Linked DNA regions of Gossypium arboreum: all the other regions are linked to region 1. A link is a contact called in public Hi-C data. All regions are on one chromosome and are shown on one strand. Each heading gives the region's core, a stretch centred on a gene start, on an enhancer-like site or on the middle of the called end of the contact. The rest is flanking DNA. Distances are from core to core; before and after follow the strand shown. Region 1 holds the start of LOC108461140 (GLABRA2 expression modulator). Region 2 holds the start of LOC108461379 (ATP-dependent 6-phosphofructokinase 5, chloroplastic). Region 3 holds the start of LOC108467161 (probable glucan 1,3-beta-glucosidase A).

What was found. Hi-C and Micro-C count contacts between places; a contact is called where the count stands out from the background.
Region 2: a contact with region 1 is called in a Hi-C map of leaf, with 3 times the contacts expected there. The contact joins the promoter of LOC108461379 here to the promoter of LOC108461140 in region 1. A contact is called at or near these places in 2 of 5 Hi-C or Micro-C datasets (both in leaf).
Region 3: a contact with region 1 is called in a Hi-C map of leaf, with 3 times the contacts expected there. The contact joins the promoter of LOC108467161 here to the promoter of LOC108461140 in region 1. A contact is called at or near these places in 3 of 5 Hi-C or Micro-C datasets (all in leaf).

Annotation. Positions count from the first base shown.
Region 1 is chr2:6,594,614-6,598,226 of ASM2569848v2, forward strand. It overlaps LOC108461140 (GLABRA2 expression modulator), which reads left to right and starts at 1,655. Exons shown (of 4, transcript XM_017760863.2): 1 at 1,655-2,158; 2 at 2,242-2,343. The coding sequence starts at 1,804.
Region 2 is chr2:6,782,675-6,786,179 of ASM2569848v2, forward strand. It overlaps LOC108461379 (ATP-dependent 6-phosphofructokinase 5, chloroplastic), which reads left to right and starts at 1,977. Exons shown (of 13, transcript XM_017761219.2): 1 at 1,977-2,549; 2 at 2,807-2,897; 3 at 3,286-3,359. The coding sequence starts at 2,224.
Region 3 is chr2:6,339,460-6,343,087 of ASM2569848v2, forward strand. LOC108467161 (probable glucan 1,3-beta-glucosidase A) reads left to right here and starts at 1,562. Exons shown (of 11, transcript XM_017767706.2): 1 at 1,562-1,911; 2 at 2,283-2,377; 3 at 2,503-2,618; 4 at 2,716-2,835; 5 at 3,366-3,551. The coding sequence starts at 2,302.

The DNA.
Region 1 (3,613 bases), core at 405-2,904:
CATACAATCCAACATGATGATGACATGGCCAAGATGCCAAAATTTTAGCCACGACAAAGCCTCCCTGACAACAAAAACCTCTATTATCCTAAGACTGAACGACGCCCTTTCAAACCCCGTAAGGCCTTTTACTAGGTGACCATGATTGTCGCGAATAACCACCGCCAACCTCGATAGCATGTTTGTCTTCAAAATTTGAGGCATCAACAGGGGCGAATCTAAGGGGATTGGCAGGGGTCCCGACTCAATTTTTCATTTTGATCTTTTAAAATTTTTAAAATTATAAATTAGTAAAGGTAGAATTGTACTTTGGCCCCACTAAAAATGATAAAATTTTGATTTAATCCTTTAAAAATTATTATAGTAAAAGTTACAATTTAATTTCGGCCTAGCTTCACTCCTGGACATCAACGTTAAATTTGATAAAACCATGATGAGGTGACTGCCAACATATTGTCCCATACGAACAAGGAACGAGTATCACCACCTAAGCCATCTCCCTCCCGCACACCGACCTAAACCACACCCACCATACCCGAGGCTGACGGATCAGTGGCAGAAGTATAAACCATGTTGGCTACCATCCAATCTTGCACTAAACAGTCAGCATTATAGATAACCCAAGACGGAGAAAGCTCACAATGCTGCCATTGAACGAGATTCTGGGCTAACCAAATTTACCACAGAAGCACAAGCCCTCGGCGCATGGCCACATAACAAAGCCAACCGTCGCAACAAAAAATCATTCTATGTAACATTATCGGTAGGGATATTTGCAGGCCATCGAACTGCCTGCGCTTTACAACAATGCAACAGAACATGTTCAACATCCTCATCCCCATGGCCCTGGTAACATTCGGCCGACACCGCAATACACGTCTCAAGTAGCGGCATTTTAACAGGAAGAAAATGGTGCAGGCAACGCCATATGAATTCCTTCACTTGAGGAGAACTTGCACTTGCCAAACTTGTTGCCAAGGTCCATCCCGAGCCAATTCATTCACGTTTGAGTACATGCTCATCGCTGTTATGTAGGCTGACTTAACACTATACTAACCATCAACAGTAAAATGCCATATAAGCTTGTCAAGATGAGGACTTAAGCTGAAGAGGATTCACTATATATATTTTTATTCCTAACATCAATTCAATAAAAAATTAAATAATAACTTCATAATAAAACTTCAAACTTTGAGAGCCTCAAATAAACATTAAAAGCTTCTAATAAAAATAACAAACAAAAATAAATTAAAAATACACAAATATGTAAGTTATTCCTATATATATATATATATGATGCAACACCTCTAAAATCAACTTTCATTAAAATCAACTTTCATTGACATATAAAAGAAACAATTTTAAAGTCGACAACTAGAGATTTGCTATAAAAATAAAGAAATATATATTTAAAATATTTTAGATTTGAATTAAAATATTTATTTTATTGAAAATAGTTTTCAAAAATGATTGCTTAAAAATATTTTACTTTCAAAAAATCAATTTAGATTTTAAAATTTATTTTTGTGAGTTGCAACCAAAAATTGGTGAAATTATAAACAAACAGAAAGTACAGCAACTAATATCAAAATTGAACCAAATATGTAACTTAAGAACAAAATTGAAAGATAATATAGATTCCTGGATGAAATTAGATCTATTAATTGGATTTTAGGACAAAGTTGGTGGAGCCCGTAACACTTAAAGCTTTCAATAACAGTCTCCTCTCCTGCTAAACTTCTAGCAAACGATCCCTCACGCCACTTTACGCACGGCCTGCTTTTCCTCGCACATTCTAGAGCAATGGAACAAACGAAGACAGAAACGCAACCCAACTCCAGCTCAGCTCCGATCCGAGAACCGAACCTGAAAGACTCGGATCCCGCAATGGATGCGGAGGGCTTTGTTGTGGTTCCAACATCAGAGCCTCAGGAAAAGGAAGAGAAAGAGACTCAGAATCCGAAAGTGAGTCAGATTCAAAGCGAGCAATCACCGGTTCAGTCACCATCTGGATCGAGGAAATCAGTTCATTGGAGTCCGGAATTGATCAGCGAGTCGCGTGCTGTGGATCACAGTTCCACCATGTCAGCTCCTGACGGATCCAATCCTTACGTTACTCATGCTCCGCCTACGGAATCTTCTTCCGCTTCCTTCAAAGGCAAGCCATTACACATTTTATTTCTATTTTGATTTTTTTTTAAATTAATTATTAAATTATTTCTTTTCTGAACTTGGAACCAGAGAAGATGGACACAGTGAAGGATGTCTTAGGGAGATGGGGGAGGAAGGTGGCAGAAGCGACGAGGAAAGCAGAGGATCTGGCCGGGAACACGTGGCAGCACTGTATTTTTTCTGTTTTCTTTTAGAATTTCAATTGCTTTCTAGTTTATTTTTAATATTTGGTGCTTCCCCTCTTGGTTGGATTTGTATCTGGTATGAATTCTATTGCGATTGGGCTTTTAGGGTTAGAATTGATATCGAGCGCTTGGTCATTTTGGCTGGTTGATATTACTGAAAGCTGAAATCTCAGATACTGAATTAGGGTTTAATATCTGGGTGAACTATTTGGTAGGGTTCGTGTTTTGTATAGCACGCTAGTTCTAAGAGTACTATAGGATATTAGGGAAGCATCATTTTGGCAATTTTGGACAACTTTAGATATTGTGATTAAGGAAAGGGAGAGAATGTAATAAACTTCATTCTTTTTTCTTGTTTTTAACATGCTTTTAGGAAATGTAGTATTGATTTGTCAAGTGTTGGCTGGAGTTAGCATTTGTGTCTTAAATATTTACTAGGGAAAGAATAGAATTTGATGTAAGATTTAAGGTCAGGGTACTGCAGTTTCCTCAATTGGCATGTTCACTTCTTATAAAGCAGGCTTAAGATTTGAGTTATAGACTTGCATTTAATCAAACAAAAGACTTGAGCTGATAAAATATTTGACAAAGCAAAATGTGACTTATTTACACCCTAGCCGAGGGAGGTAATCAGGGGTGAGAAAACCTGGTGGACCTTCTGTACAAGCATCTACCCAAACATAGAGTTAGTGTTATGAATGGCTCAGTAAAAAGAGGAGGGGGGCATGATGTAGCATTAGTTTCCAGAGATTTAGTGGTTATTGCTTCCATTTCTCTCAATGGTTAGTAAGAGCTTTCTAGTCTGTTGTGGTTGACCTTGGATCAGAAGCAAGCTAGTTGTTCCTTTATTCTGCATTTAGTCGTATAGCTAATTATTTAAAGTCTAAACATTTTAGTTTTCTTAAGTCATGGGTATCATCTGATTTATCTTTAGGGATGCTCAAAACTTACCCATATATTAAATATAACTGAAAGTATATTCTTGTTTCTTCTAATCGATAGAATTATTATTATCCAAACCATATTTGCTATTTCTTTGTTGAGATGTCTCGTGGACATTTGTTGATGACAGCTCTTGCACTATAAATGTCTCTTAAACTTTGTCCAACTTTGGGGTCTCTTTTTTTTTTTTTTTCTCCTTATACTTCTCACCTTCTGTCTCTAACATTAGAACTCTATTCATCCACCTAATTGCTTTCTTTAAGTGCATGCTACAATCATATAAATTGTGCATCACTTTCTTAATGCTTACATTG
Region 2 (3,505 bases), core at 727-3,226, 190 kb after region 1:
ATCCATGCTTTCTGGTATGACATTCAGTACTGGAATAATTCTTACATTTCGGCAATCAGTACCGACATAGGAATGGTCGGCATGTCCTTAATCACTGACAAGATGCAGTTGCAGATAGTTTTCACATCAAGTTTGAGGTGATCTTGTGTCATACGTGCAAAAGTGCATGTGTGAGGCCCAACAAATTTATGGATCTTCCACATTTGTGACTTCTGGATAAATGCAACTCGTACTTGCCAATTGCACCCTTTTGCCAACCTCCAACACACCTTAATATACAATATCAGCTTAAACACGATAACTTTGTAGTCAATTGACATATTCATGCTATACCGTTTGATGGCAAATATGTAGTCTTCCTTGGTCGCGGATTTTTGGCCCATAAACAACTCCTTACGTTTGGGATCTGTGGCTAATCGGTGAACAGGTAGCATATCGGGATACTCAAGGAACTCAGCTGCATGTGTCGTATCGGAATCTACAATCAACATGTGGGGCCCTAGGATCATTGTGTATGACAATGCCTCAAATTGGGTTCCTGACTGAAGATGCGTGAACATTTTCATTATCATTAGCGCCTTCATTGTCGATATCTTCTGGGACCTCATCTTGATCGGGATAACTATAATCTTCAACCTTATGATCAAAAGGACCATTATTATCATATCCATCTTCACCATCTATATCACTTTCAATCACCATCTGATGTATTTGTAAACGGGGACTCAGGTTAAGAGTATTAGACGCAGGTGGAACATTAAAATCGATGTTGAACCTGCGTACAGATGATCGCCTATCAATAGACACTCTCAGAACATCCGTATACGGATCTTGAACTCCATGTTCTTTAGTTAGTGGAATGACATCTTCAGCTGACTCTACATTAACTAACTCAGCAAACAGTTAAATCGGTTCAGTGTGGCCACTCTGATTCTGGCAATAAAATGCGACCATTGTATCCACTTCTTCATCATCTACAAGTTCCATCTTAGTGAATTTGATGGGATTTGGCGAAACTGGAAATTTGTAGTATAGTTTCGAGATCCTTCTCTCACAACGGCTAACAATTTTTGCATTGATCATTTTTTTCATATCATTAATCAACACATTTCTATTAAATCTCATAATTATTTGTTGGCAAAATTTAAATATACAAGTAATTGTTTTTGTTAAAATTACTCCATCGAAATAAACATATACAAAAATTGATTATCCATCTTCAATCTAAATATGTAAAAATATTTAAACATAATTAAATTTCTCAATAATTATTTGAAAAACAAAACAAGATTCAACTGTAAAAAATTATAATAACAAAAATTAATCACTGTACAAACCTTACATATCTTTCTGACTTTTCTTCTTTGTTTTCTCTTCTACAAAAAAAAAATCCTTTCCTTTCTTCTTATCGGTTAGCTGCTACAACCATTCAGCAAAACAAAAAAATTACTTCAACAATTCAAGAAAACACACAAATTGCTACAATTGTTCAACTCAAATTTATAATGGTCTGGTGCCACATGACAGTCCCTCCTCCCAATGGTGCCGCCTGACGGCCTCTCTCTTCTTTCTAGTGTCACCTGACATGTGCTCTCCAACCCTAGTGCCACCAATGAATGCCCCTCCACCCTTTTTTACCCGTACAAACCCAATTTTGCCTGGTATAGGTGTATAATATAGGTACCGTTGCATATGGCCTCTCTACCATTTAAATAAGATTAGTTTTTTTAAATAAATTATTAGCTAATATGGTTAAATGATTGAGAAAAAAAAATTAGTGTCGACACCAATTCTGGCACAACCCTTCGGTACTGTTTACTTCAACCCATTTTGGTAAATAATGTCAAGAGAATACCATTTTAATATTTAATTATTTTTTTGTATTATAGGATAAAAAAGCCAAATTTTAATCAAAATAAAAAAATTGAAAAGGTTAATATGGTCAAAGAAGTGGCAACTCCGTTGAATTTTAAGCCTCCTCGGTTTTATAAGCCAAAACACTTTGTAGTAGGTACGGCCAAAACCGGCTGCCGTTTTCGATTTGTCTGCTTTCTCTGTCTCCTCTTATTTTTCCTCCCTCCCTCCAAATACCCCGCTTTCCCAAATAAAAAAAAAAAACAAAAAAAAAATAAAAAGCTTTGAATCTTTGATCATAGACTCTGCAACTACCAAAACAAAAAGGGAAAAAAAGAAAGCTAAAAACTCAACTTTACTTGTCGTTTAATGGAAACTCTTTCCCATACGATCACCACTTCGGCTTCTCCGAAACTCCGCCTCCCTCGAAACGACAACGTTCACCGTCGTCTCCTCCGTTTCCGCCATGGATTTAGTTCCTTGAATCTCGGTACACTGAGATCGCAGAGGAGTACTAGTGGTTTCTTCAAGGTTGAATGTAGTCAACAGAGCTCGAAAAATTGTATCGATTTTAGTGATCCTGATTGGAAGTCAAAGTTCCAGCAAGATTTCGAAAGACGCTTTAATATTCCTCACATCACCGATACTTTCCCCGATGCTCAGTCGTTTCCTTCCACATTCTGTCTCAGAATGAGGTAAAAAAAAAGTTCCTTTTTTCCTTGTTTTTTTGAAATTGTTTCCAGCTGATTTTCACTTCTTGTGAGTGTTCTTTTTCTTTTTTTTTTTTACTCCCGAGAGTGAGAAAATTCTAAAATATTGTAGTTATTTTGGAGTTCAATGAATTTGATGGCATTTATCTTATTAATTATTAATTTATTTTGTGAAGTAATTATTTATTTTGAACTTAGCAAATAGAACTTAAATGATCTTCTTTTTTTTTTTTTTGTTACAGAACTCCGGTAACTGAGGATTTTGCGGAAGGCTATCCGTCGGATGAGGAATGGCATGGTTATATTAATAATAACGATAGAGTGCTTCTTAAGGTAATATCTTTTCCATATATATGTATTTAAATTTCACTGATGTTTTGCTGAATTGTGTTATGGAGAATTGAAATTCTTACATGAGCTTATCGTTTAGAGCTTGGAGATCATGTTCAAAATTGATAATTTCCATGTGTTGAGTATCTGTTTGAAATGTGAATTCAAAATCACCTGAAATGGCTTAAATAATTTCAGGAAAGAAATTTACTTGTCTTGCTCCTTTAGAAGTAAATTCTGGTTTGCTTGTCTCTCTGTTTTTATCTTTATATCTTAAATCAAGATATTGGTTTAATTGTTCGAGCTCTGCAGAAATAATCTTTCATTTGCTTCGGTTAGTCGTCTGCATTTAGACTAGATTGGTCAAGATTCTGATCTTTAAATATTTCAGGTCATACATTACTCGTCTCCTACATCTGCCGGTGCGGAGTGCATTGATCCTAACTGTACTTGGGTTGAACAATGGTAAGCATAATTCTCTACTTATTTATAGGTTTACATAGACTCATGCATTCTATTGCATTCACTACAATACTTAATAATATGTGGTAAAATAATGTTATATTGCTTTTAATATTGTTTCCCAACTTTTGTATTGATCTAGTAGATTT
Region 3 (3,628 bases), core at 312-2,811, 260 kb before region 1:
TTTTGCCCTTCAATCCATCAATTATTCACAACCTTTTCTTTTCCCCCTTTAACAAAGTAAAGTATTAAGTATGATTATAGGTATACATAATTAACCTTCAAATAATTATAATTATAATTAGATATTATAATTATAAAGGAATTGAAAATTAAAATACCATAAATTATTTTATTAATCACTCTAAATAGAGGTTATTCCTATTTTGATCATTTAGTTTCTTTTTGTTAATTTGATCACTCAAAAAAAAATTGATCAAATTTGTCACTCCACCAATTGATGGTAACATAATGCTAATTGTACGTTTTCATGTTAGTCATTTTAAAATTAAGGTAAACTACTTGTTAGTCATTCTAAATAGGAGTTGTTCTTATTTTGGTCAGCCCAAAATAATATGTAAAAATACACTGTTAGTTTTTCCATTAAAGTGACCAATTTGATCAATTTCTTTTTTTATAGTGACCAAATAAACAAAACCAAAGTAGGAACGATTATCATTTTGAGTGACTAATGGAGTAGTTTACCCATTAAAATATAATAATATGAACATAACTATGACATAAGAAACATTAATGCCTTGTTAGGTTATTAGTATAATAACACGAGGAAGAAACTTATTTATTACATATGTATTATAACAATTAGGCATAAAATACAGAATAGCTAGTACAATTTTAAACTTAAAATTAGAAAGATGAGCAAAAATTTGTGTAAAAAACAAAACCTCTTCAAACTAAAGGAAAAATTTTCCTTTCTCTTTGCTAAAAATAAGTCATAAGAGTAACAAAATATTACCAATTAAATTAATTTATTGCTAACTTATATAATAATACACGCATAAAAATAATACTCTTAACAAATTTAACTTAAAACTTTAACTAAAATGAAATACGAAAAGAATTCACTTATAATTTACATCAAATTAAATTTGAATTCCAAATTTCTTCAAACAAGCAAATATAGGGACAGATAGGGACTTTATCCTCTCAAAATAGACCATTCCCTTCTAATCTCCTAAAAAGTTTATAATTAGAAGTTAATATATTATAAAATTATACTTTACTCCCTTAAAAATATTTAATTTAATCTCTTTAAAATAATAAAAATATATAAATTTTAACTTTTCAAAATTTATAATTTAATATTATCCCTTAAAAACAATATTTTTAACTTAGCCAAACCTCCATTAAACCAATAGCCAAACCTCCATTAAGCCAAGGGCTATTCAAGCTCTTTTCTCTCTCATAAAAATAATGTGCGGATCTTACAAGTGTAACATTTAGAGTTAATAATATATATGATTTCTACTAATTTGAATTTTTGTCTTCATATGTATTAAAAAGAAATAGTCTAGAAATATAATTTGATAATTCCAAAATATATATTTAGTTTGATAATATTTAAAATATGGTCAAAGGGTTTTCAATAAATTTTGTTTCTATTATTGTTTTAACATTAAATTTACTATAGATTTTTTATTTTATCATATTCATAACCCCTTTCAATCTATTGACAAGAAGATAATCCGTCCAAATGTATTCAAAATCATATTCTCCTGCTGTACTACGGTAGTAATAATGATATAGTGAAAAAGAAATGAAAAGAGTATTAACTTGAAAATAGTTGAGACTGGGTTTAAAGACTCTGGGCATCAACAGGAAGAGAAGAAAACATAAATATAGAAAATAGGAACTCTTATTTTCTATGTGAATGTATAACGGGAAGTGGTGGGAACCAACTGCCTTATCTTTTTGCTCTTTTAAAGGCGGTTTCAACTTCAAACTGTAATCTTTTGTGCTTAAAAGACCAACCTTTTTTCTTAACTCCAAATCTAACCAAAGGCTGCTTCCTTTCTAACCACTTTTTCTTGGGTTTTGTACCTTTAAAAAATGTGATATCAAGAGAAGCTTTCAGGTTCCCCTTCTTTTTTTTATTCATTGACAACTGTAGAAAATTGTTCTTTTTTTCTTCTGTTAAATATTTTTAATGGGGTTCCTTTTTTTTTTTTTTCTGTCTTGATATGGGGAGAAGATTGAGTTTTTGATACCAATGCAGTATATTTATGCAAAACCCATGTTAAATAATTAAATATTATGGTTTACAAGGTTGAATTTTGTGTAGATTGGTTGATAGGAAGGGATTATTATATACTCTCCCAAGTGGATGGTTCTTTTTTTTCAGAGAGAGGGACGTTTTTGCTTAATCTCTCCCTCTCTCTTCCTTTTTTGCTTTTTTTTTTCTGTTGGATTTAATGGATTCCATGTTTTAGCTTTTGTTTGATGCAGTTAAGAGGCTGCATTCTTCATGGAACTTGTCTTTAGCAAATGGGTATTTTTATTTTCACTCTGTTGTTGGCTAATCTTCTCTGTAGCAGTTGCAGGTCAGCTTAAAGCTTGGTTTTCTTTTCCTTGGATTACTTGTTGTATCTTGAAAAAAAAAAAACGAAAATGCTTAATTGTGTAGAAGACCAAAATTGTTAAAGAAATTCTCTTTTAATTTTGTAAGTGGAGGGAGTGCATGGAGGTTCTAAAGTGAGAGGGGTGAACTTAGGAGGGTGGTTGGTTATAGAAGGTTGGATCAAACCTTCTCTATTTGATGGCATTCCCAATGGAGACATGCTTGTGAGTATTAAACTTTGATTTTTTAATGATTTATGGGGTTTTCTTAGTTTTTTTCCATGAAAATTCTAATCATATGTTAATGGATATTGAAATGTAGGATGGAACACAGGTTCAATTCAAGTCGGTGACGTTGCAGAAATATGTTTCTGCCGAGAATGGAGGTGGGATGGACATTTCAGTTGATAGAGATGATGCATCTTCATGGGAAACCTTTACGGTAAGAAGCCGATCAAATTTGCTGGTCTTTATCTCACAATTTGATCATGTTTTGTATGCTAAACTTGAGCTTGATTCACTGTTTGGACCTACTGGTGTTATGCTTGCTTGCGGATATTATAGTAAGTGAAACCATTATCTATTCCTGTTTACTTAGCAATGTCTAAAGCAGGCTAGTACATTGTTTGCCTCGATGTTGTCAATATTGTCATATACTAAAACTCATCTATGTCTTATCCTAACAAATTGGTTTCCTGGTTACCTCGATGAATGAAAGTCTATTACAAATTTACAACTGCATGCCTTCATTTTCCTCAATTCTCTATGAATGTAGTAGAAAGTGGTTTTTTGTGAAACAGATAGTTGTGCATCATTTTTGTTACTTTTCTTAATAAGTTAAGCATTGTAGAGTTTCATGTCATTTATCAGTCACTATTAATGATTGTGAAAATGGTCATTCTTGTTTTGTTGACTGGTACCATAAGAGTCTGCAATGAAATTTATCATCTAAACAATTTTCTTGTCATGCAGTTATGGAGAGTTTCTGAATTGGAATTTCAGTTCCGCACCACACAAGGTCAATTCCTTACATGTTATGGTAATGGATGCTCTGTATCTGCAACAGCAAACTCAGCTTCTTCAACTGAAACATTTCAAATTGAAAGAAATAATAACGGTAAAGTTCATATCAAAATAAAGAGTGGAACCTATCTGCAGGTATGATACCAATGCTCTTCATATTTGTCTTGATGAATCAACTATTACCCTTCAGTATGTTGGCTGCAAATAATGCT